Regions from separate parts of the Oryzias latipes genome. Here region 1 is linked to region 2. The links are chromatin contacts, called in public Hi-C maps. All regions are on one chromosome and are shown on one strand. The core of a region is the stretch at or near the end of the contact, and the rest is flanking DNA. Distances in the headings are between cores, read along the strand shown.

Region 1 (4,521 bases), core at 1,100-3,599, 37 kb after region 2:
CAGACATGGTATGGTTGGGTCACACTCAAAATACTGTACCGTACCACTCTGTGGAAACAGGGCCTTGTCTTTCAGGACAAGTCTTGATGGTTCTACAACTGCTAAGCCGCACCACACTATCATGCTACCACCTCCGTCACTTTGTTTGAGGTGTTCAACTTCTTTGAACTTCTAGAAAGCTCCTCTATAATCTCTCGAACCCACAATGATTTTTTTCCCACCAAAGTTTTGACTTTGTGTTAAATGTGAGACAAGGTTTTGTGTTGTTTTAAACATTTTCCCCCGTAGACTGACATCATCAGTTCAGTTCCGCAGTGTCTTTGCATACTTTATTTTGATAAATCCGCACACAAAAGAATAAAAATGGAACAAGCACATTTGTGACTATTATAACCCTGAAAGTTTTTATTTTGAAGGTTGGTTGGTTTACTTGTTTGTCAGAGTTGGATGGAAGTCAAAATGTTCCTTTACGTAAAGACTTTTTACCCTCCTGCTTATCTGCTGGGTTTGATGGCCAACCAAGCAACTGCATAGTTATAGGACTCTTCAGACCATAATCTAAATTTATCCCCCCTCTTCCCCAAAGTGTAGGGCCGTGTACATCTCATTATGGTCTGTTGTTTCAGAGGAGCTGAAGGTTTTATTTATTTATTTTTAGATCAGACACTTTGGAGTTTTATCCCATCTTTCTGACTCCAGGGTTTGTATGGCGTATACTTATTTAGCACTTTCTACCTGCTTTCAAAGGCCCAAAGCGCTTTACAGTCACACACACATTCACACACTGAACACTGCCGCCAACCTTCCACCAGAGGCAAGGTGGGGTTCGGTGTCTTGCCCAAGGACACTTCAAGGCAGAAATCGAACCTGCAACCTCACGATGATGGGTCTACCTCCCTACCCCTGCACCACGGCCGCCCACACAACTCTCTCTGCACAAGAGACTACCTATTCTAGGAAAGTCTTATTTTGTCAGAAATCCTCCAACACTGCATTAGGATAGGTTGAACTTTAGGTAATAATAAACCCTGAAATGTTCCTTTTGAACATCTTTGGCGACTGTCCTGCAGGAAGTCATCAACTAATTGTTTCCAGCTTCAAGGACTTTTGTATAAACAACTTGGTTTCCTGTTGCACTGAATAGAAAAAGGTGCGATAAAGCTGAACCACTGCTGCACCACTTCAAACGCCTTATTCCACACCGTCACGGAGGCTAAGAATGGTGTCATTTGAGCTTTTAATGACTTTAGTTTATAATGTCATCCACAGAACTCATTTATGCAGTTTTGGACCTAAAAAACATCATGTAATGGCGTGTTTTATTTAAAAACAACCTCAGGAACTTCCTGGAGCAAATGCTTTTCTCACATGATTGTCAAAATGTTAACATGATAAATCCCTTTAAATCTTTCTTACGGCCTCGTGCTGGATCCAGGCCTGCTAATAAAATTTAGATGCCATCTTTCCGCGCTCCAGGCCTGTGCAATCAAAATAGGAGACTAGTTTGCATCAGCTCTTTTTTTTTCTTTCTTTCTTCTTCTTCCGTCCAAACTGCTTGGACTTGTCGTCGCGGCGGCGAACTGAGTGTGGGAGGACCTCTGTGAAAAGAGCCGGTCTTTGTTGACGGGGCTGTCAGGAATACCAGATCAGCGCTGAAGACCGCACCTTTGTCTGCACAGCACAACTGCGTCTGTTCGTCTTACAAAGAGCATCCTGTTTTTAGGTTTCACCCACTGACTTCACTCGCTTCATCATCCACCCTTCGCTGCCGCCGCCGCTGCTGCTGCATGCACTGCTCTGGCTGCAGAGTGTGCTTGCCTTAATACTAAAAGAAAGAAAAAAGTTGACATTCCAGGCATTTTATCTAACGTTAGAGAACTGGTAAATCATTTGGCCAAAGTAAACACTTCAGATCTGTGAAATCGTGTTTTTGTCCGATTATGTCTCTGTAAATATTTGGTTGGTTTGGGGTTTTTCCAGCCTTAAATGTGAATTTCCTCCACTCACTGAAATCTGCTGAACTGTTTTTTTTCTTTTTTAAACCAGCAGATTGCAAAGCTGAGGCTGCAGCTGCAGCGCAGCAAGCAGGTCACCCGGCAGAGCAAAGACCGCGATCTACAGCTTCCCCAACTGTCGCTGCACGGAACCGCCGGCCAAACGCAGGTGAGGCTCCGACTCCGCCCACGGAGAGACTCTGACGGTCGCAGGGGGCAGGTAAAGATGAGGCAGCATGAAAGAAACCGAACGGCAGAACTAAAATCCACGTCGCCTCCATCAGTAAAAACGAGTTCTTAAAGCTGTAATTCAAAACGCCGTCGTCTTGGTAACCGATGAGCGACGACACCAAGTGTCAGGAGAGGAGAACAGGTCTGGACATGTTCTGCTCTGCTCCTGTTTGGGCTGTAAATAAACACTAGAACCCTGTGGTGGCACACAAACCCCCCAATGCTGAAAGGTTTTTATTTGAATGACAAGTATTCTTCTTCTAAGAAATTTTAGCAAAAAACACATAGATGAATCAAATCTAGTTATTTTATATATTGGTTTAAAATAAAATAAAAGCTATCTTCTTGACATAATTACTCTAACTGGAGGTGTTGGGGGCGAAAATCAATCACGATATTTCACTTGGTGATACATGTAACAATTCAAAATGCTGTGATATTTATTTATCAATGACTCTTGTTTTCCACTTTAACCCCCGACTGCTAGCTGGCAGCATCGCACACTGAGCCTCTTTGAGCAGCTCTACAACACACAAAACGACAACAAGATCTCAGCGAGAAGCAGCTCATTATATATGCAGTCATCCTTCACGGTTCCTGTTGTTATGAGGCATGCAACACCTACACAACCACATTCATTTTATGTTTGGTTTTTTATATACCGGTACACTAAAAAAAGTATTTTGTTGTGTAAATCAGACAATGTTGAATGTTCTCTCTAAGAACAAATGTGTCTCCTCACCAAAAGAAAAGCAACATGAACTTGCTGGGTAAGAGCAACTGGAGATACAGTTGCAGTGCTTAACGTTGTGATCATTAAACAAAATAAATGTTGCCTTTTTAATTACAAGAAAAGCATTTTCATATTAAAGTCATTTTTTATTTTATAGTCGTACTCTTCAAAAAAACAAAAAATTGTTCCGTACAGTCTTTGGATCTATATCACGATACATATCATGAGACACACCCCTCACTCCCACCGTATATTTTCCAATAGTAGCCCTGGCATTTATGCAACATTGCCCGGTGTTCATAGAGACGGGCGTCTATTGGAGACCGCCGTCACAGGAAGAACGGCGATGGCTAACGGGTTCATTTTGTGGTGAAAGTCAGTCACAAAATGGGAAGCCTGTAACACAAAGACACCTAGCTGCTGTCCTCCATTTGTTTTTGGCAACCAAAAGAGACGGTTGTCATGGAAACCAACGCTGCCATGGAACCTGGTGCGTTTGCACGTGCTCAGATGCAGATAGACGGCAGGAAGCGTCTGCTTATTTAGGAGATATCTACAGGAAAACTCTAGAAGACATTGACTTCATACTTTTACCTGATTATCTTAAGAAACTTGCTAACGATTCGGTTTTTTCGGTCGACTCCTCGTTTGGTTTTAAAAGAAAGACCCTCTCGGTGAATCATCTACGACTGGTGTAAAGAGGAAGCCGAGTGTCAGTGAAGGACCGTTTTCTGTGCGTCTGATGCAGAAAACGTGATTCGGTTCAGACGTTCCACTGCCCTGTGCGGGAATGGAACCGGACACCGTTTGCTCTAAGGCTCGTGGACGTTCCAATAACTGGCCTCCTCTCCCCCCTTTGTTTCTGGTTCTCCTCTGTCTGCAGCACAAGGGCACTACAGCAGCTTTCCCCGCCGCACCTTTGACAAAAACCCTCATCTGCAGAGTGCCGAGCAACGTGGAGGGCATCAACCACGAGCTGGAGAACGTCTTCATCAGAGAAGACTGGGAGCAGGGCATGCAGGTGCTCAAACCTTCACGCAGTCTGTGGTTGTTGTCATGATCGCCATGGTGTTTGGAAACCATCAGCAGAGCCTCACCCTCATTGAACCTTCATGATGGATGTCTGGCTTGTGATTCTGGTTTTTCTCGTGTTGTGAGAACCAGGAAACCAAAGAGACGTTTCTACAAACATGTGCTCCTGTGGCAGGATTCTGACCTGTCCTGCCACAGATTTTTACTCAAACCTAAAAGGATCAGGAAACACACTTTAGTCATCACCTGTTTTAACCTCGTAATAATAAAAATAATTATTATTATTTATTATTATTTTTAAAGTGACAATTACAGTTGCATAGAAAACACGTTAGCTTGTTACTTTAGCATAAATCCTTTTAAATTTGATTCTGTTGGGTTAGGTTATATAGACTGTGTTTAAGTCCTAATGTATATTTGCCCATTCCGATATTTCTAGTCCGATATTTCTAGTCCGAATAAATGCATTTGCAAGACATACAAATAAATACATTTTTATTTTAATAATAACGTTTATGCTCTCGGGCGTGA
Region 2 (4,529 bases), core at 1,010-3,509:
AAATGATGATTGTGCGCCGTACGTTCACAGGACCCTGAGCTTTGACTGAAGACCTTCAAAACAGGATCCTGAGGTCCACTGGAGCAGAACCACCTCAGTCCAGCAGACGTTTGACAGACAGAACTGAATTTCTGTCTCCAAACCTGCAGCTGAGATTCGGGTGACGCAGTGCTGCCACCTGGTGGCTGAAACGGTAACTAAAGACTCCCAAACCCAGAACCTCCTGGACCCTGAACTTCAATGCAGATCAGTCAGACAGAAGGACATTCATGTACGTGAAAACACTCTCAGATTCTAAATAAATCATCAAAATGACTTTATAGATGAACGTTCTGCGTTCAGACTTTCACATCTTCTGAGGACCAAAGTTTGTCGAACGTCAAAAACTGTCAAAGCAGATCATTTCAGAACTGTGTCAGGAGGAAAAAACATATTTTAGAGAAACAAAATTCCAATAAGATTCTGAAAATCAAACTTTAAATACCAAAAATATCAGATTGACCTCAATAAAGACACTTTGAAGGAACTTTTTTTTTCCATGAAGCAGTCCAAACTCTAGAATAAGAGGTTTGTTGTAAAATAAAATGAAAAATAAAAGATCAAAAGTCACAGATGTAAGATTGGAGTTTGAAGTTTTGGCCCGAAACTACAAGAAAAGAGTAAAATTTGTTTAAAAGCAAGAATTCTGGCAAAATGAAACTTAAAAGATATAAATAAAACAGAAACAAAATAATCATATTGTGTCTATAGAAATCTAAAAATTCACTAAAAATAAAACAATTTCCTGGGAGAAAATGGTCAAAACATCAGAATAAAAACAAAATAATGTGAAATGTTGAGTTTTGGCTTTGATTTAAACGAATCCACCCTAAACAATCAAGGATTTTAATCGTTATCGTCATTTTTTTGTTTAACCTGCTGCCTAAATTGATATTAAGGTTATTGGTTTTTGGAAGACTTGTGGTATTTTCTTGTCTTTATCACTAGAAATCCTTCATGTGAGAGACGCTTTTCATCAGATTTCTGTGGGTTTTTTACTTTTTAAATACATAAATGATCTTTCCTTTATTTTTTTTACTTTAGAGTCGACGTTCTTGAACCCATAACTGAGGGAGAAGGTGTCTGAGATGCTGCAGAAGCTGCTCCCGTTCAGCCTTTTGTTCTTCACATGGATGAGAACTGGAGCTGCAGCTGCAAAGCATTGTGGGACAGTATTTCTGTTGCTTGAGGAGATAATAAAGGAATCATTGAAACTCTGTTAATATTTGATGGAGCTCCAGCAGCTCGTTTTATGGGATCTTTGCAGACACTCCCAGGGTAGTTTCTTCAATTTGGAGCCTTCAGAGATGAAAACGACTCAAACATCAAACACAGATGATGATCTGAAGGAGGTCACCCGTCTTTGGCAATTCCTGGAGAACCATAAAAGCAGACCCTGAGGCTAAAAGCAGCCCTGAAGCACCTCCACCATGTCTTTTCATAAGTCTTCACTGTTAGTTTGTCTGCAGATGTGACAGAGCGTCACAAAATCATCAAATCAAATCATCTAGCACCATCTCATCCTCTCAAATGCATCCTCCTCACTCTTTATATCCATCCACCTTCTTCCCTTCTGGCAGCTCCATCCTTTTACCAACATCATCCCTGTTCCTCCTCCTCCTCGATGTGTTCAGACCTCCACCTTCAGCTCCACTGTCCTACAGAACATCTTGTGGATGTCCTGCACAACTTCTGCTAACCTTTTTCTCCTCACAAACTCCTGAACTCTCCTCATTCCAGCACAGTCTCCTCATCTGCGTTCCTCATTCCAGATGAAACGAGTCTCCATGATGTCTTTAGCTGGAGCTGCTGGGTCTTCTGGGAGAAGCTCCCAATCTTTTAGCACGGTCCTCCACCATCTGTCCTCCTGCATTCCTGTCCTGAACTCCAAACTTCATCACTTCCTTCATCCAGATTTCTCATCACTCTCTCCTCTCTCTAGAAACCCTGGATATTTATTGGAATTGTAAAAATATTTTCTTTTATAACTTATTTTTAATTTTAACTTTTTATGTTAATTTTAGTTCATTATTATGCATTTGCTTTTAAATATTTACTTTATTTTTTTTGCGTCCACGGAGACTAAGATTATAAATCTGCTTCTATTTATGTTTTAAAGTAATTGTGATTTGTCTCCTGAGTTCTTATCTTTCGTTTCTGTGACTCCTGCGCCCTCTAGTGGTAGTTTCTATGTCCAGCAACCCGTAGTGGAATGTTACACCGCCGACAGCTGTTGCTACACGGACATATTTTGGTGTAACACACAACATCCTTGTGCTCCTCCAAAGTTGTGAGTGTGCGACATGTGGTTTTCCAGCCGAACCTCGTTCGTGTGTTTAAACCTGCTGAGAGTAAGTACCGTCTGCGTCCTTAGAGAATCATTTCCTATGAAATATGTCGGAGATTTAGATTTAATAACAAAATAAAAACCTTTCCGTTGGATCTGTTAACATTAGCATTAGCTTGGTGAGATTAGCATGTCAACAAACTTTCTGATTTTTGAGTGAACAATTCTAAAACGCATTTTGTTCGTAGTTTACTGCGACTTTTTTAAACAAAATAAATGACAGAAGTTGTTTGGTTTGATATTAGTTTTAAAGTAATGACATATAACTAGAGGAATTCGCACGTTTGGAGTGAATTTCTCACATAAGATAAAATGTGTGTTTTATTATACGGAACCATGAGCTAGAAACGCGTTTTTTCTGCTTGTGAAATAAAAACCATCCTGGTTTTTTAAATGTTCCTTTGCTCCTGAAAGTCTCTCCTTCTGTGATTAAAACGTCAAACAGATTAGATTGGAACCTTAAATGGATTTTAGGACAAACAGGGTTTGATGTTTGTAACCTGACTTCACATTTATTCAAGGTTTTTATGAAAGCATGACGTGAATTTTCCTTGAAATTCACAGGAAAAATCTAGAATATAAGTTTTGTTTTGCTTTAAGTGAAAAGAATCTGCCACTGAAACGTATTTGGGAAGATTTCTGAAAATAAGCTGCAATGATTTTCTCTTTTAAGACAAAATACAATCTGTCATGCACTCATATTTAGGCTTCTTGGTCTGGAAATTGGAAATATTATGTCTTAAAGAGACCTGAAAGTTTTTTTTTTTACTATCCTTAAAGTAGGTACATTTATACACTTAATAACCCAATTAAATATAACCCATTCAACTCTTAGAGGTGTAATCATTAATCAACTTGTCCAAACCAATTGATCTGTCTGAGACAATTTGTTAATCGATTCAACCTAAACTACATTAAAATTGAGATAAATCGACCTGTAATCAACATTGGAAAATACCATTTAGATTGAGAGGAAGTAGGTTTATTTGACTTTAAGGTAAAAACAGTGGAAAACACACGTGACGTCAATAACACGGATCATTCAATGTGTGGACAGACTTTGAATAAAGTCATGTGACCATCCAGTGTCTAGAATGTTCTAAGAATGTTCCCTTTGGATTCTTTGGATGTGGAAAAACAACAGTGGTGAACTTTAGGAAACTAACATGTGAATGGATTTGACATTCATTCTAGTTTACTGGTTGGTTTGGACACAGATTTCATTCACACTTGAAGAAATCCAAAGAATCTGGAGAACTGTTCAGTAGCAGGAATTTCTTACTGCTGGAAGTTTTAAAGACGACCTGGATCCGTTTTACGTCAGAGAATCGGATCGTTGTTAAACGCCTTTCATTAATCCTCATTTCTAGACCGTGATCGTCCTAAATTAAGACTAGAATCGCACACTAAGACAACTTTGTCTTTAAAAATGTTGTGTGTCACAGTTTCCCCAAATCAAGCAGGTTAATCTCTTTTAAATGAGATCATCACAAATAAAACTTCTGCTTAAAATATGATGTAGGAGTTAAAAATCTATTTGTATTTCAGAAAAAGAAAAGTTTTAAAGATCAATGGACTGAAGATTTATTGACTTTTAACAGGTTGTTACTGAGAAGTTAGTGAGTTTTGTCTTCCATCAAGTGTCAAAAGAGATTTAAGCCTGAAACTCAACTAAAATACTTGATTATGGGATTTTACAGCGTAGACGTTTCTAAATGTTTTTATGGTCTCGGGCCTTCAGACGGATGAGTCCTGGTGGACCCTGAGGTCCTCTGATTCAGGCCTTTTGGATTCCCCAAAAGTTAGAACTGAAACACACGGCGAGGCCTCATTCAGTTATTATGGGTTTGTGGAACAAACTCCCAGCATGCCTCAGGGCTGCAGAGACTGTTCAGGTTTTTAACAGTTTCCTTTTTTAGGTCAGTTTTATTTATGTTTTACTTATTTATTTATTTTAATGTATTTATTGACAGTTACCATTTTATATCTGTCTATTAAGGTTTATTTATTTACTTATTTGGTTATTTCACTTTGACATTCAAGTAGTATTTTTTTTTTAAACGCACAGTCCTGAATTCGCCGCCCATCTGCGGCGTTTTGAACGAGTACATCTCTCATTTTCGGACCATCCCTCCTCTGTCCA

What was found. Hi-C and Micro-C count contacts between places; a contact is called where the count stands out from the background.
Region 1: a contact with region 2 is called in a Hi-C map of embryo, with 2.0 times the contacts expected there. The contact joins the enhancer-like site here to the promoter of mios in region 2. A contact is called at or near these places in 3 of 5 Hi-C or Micro-C datasets (all in embryo).

What each region holds. Positions count from the first base shown.
Region 1 is chr16:30,614,537-30,619,057 of ASM223467v1, forward strand. LOC101158883 (glucocorticoid-induced transcript 1 protein) reads left to right here. Exons shown (of 9, transcript XM_023963889.1): 5 at 2,050-2,163; 6 at 3,842-3,979. Among protein-coding and RNA genes, the nearest start is that of ica1, 19 kb to the right of the region's middle. Within about 2 kb of position 2,350, at least 2 of the 8 cell types and tissues checked have an H3K27ac peak or open chromatin away from gene starts, as enhancers often do. A contact at or near this core is called in embryo, where this site is marked.
Region 2 is chr16:30,577,471-30,581,999 of ASM223467v1, forward strand. mios (GATOR complex protein MIOS) reads left to right here and starts at 2,260. Exons shown (of 11, transcript XM_020710486.2): 1 at 2,260-2,390.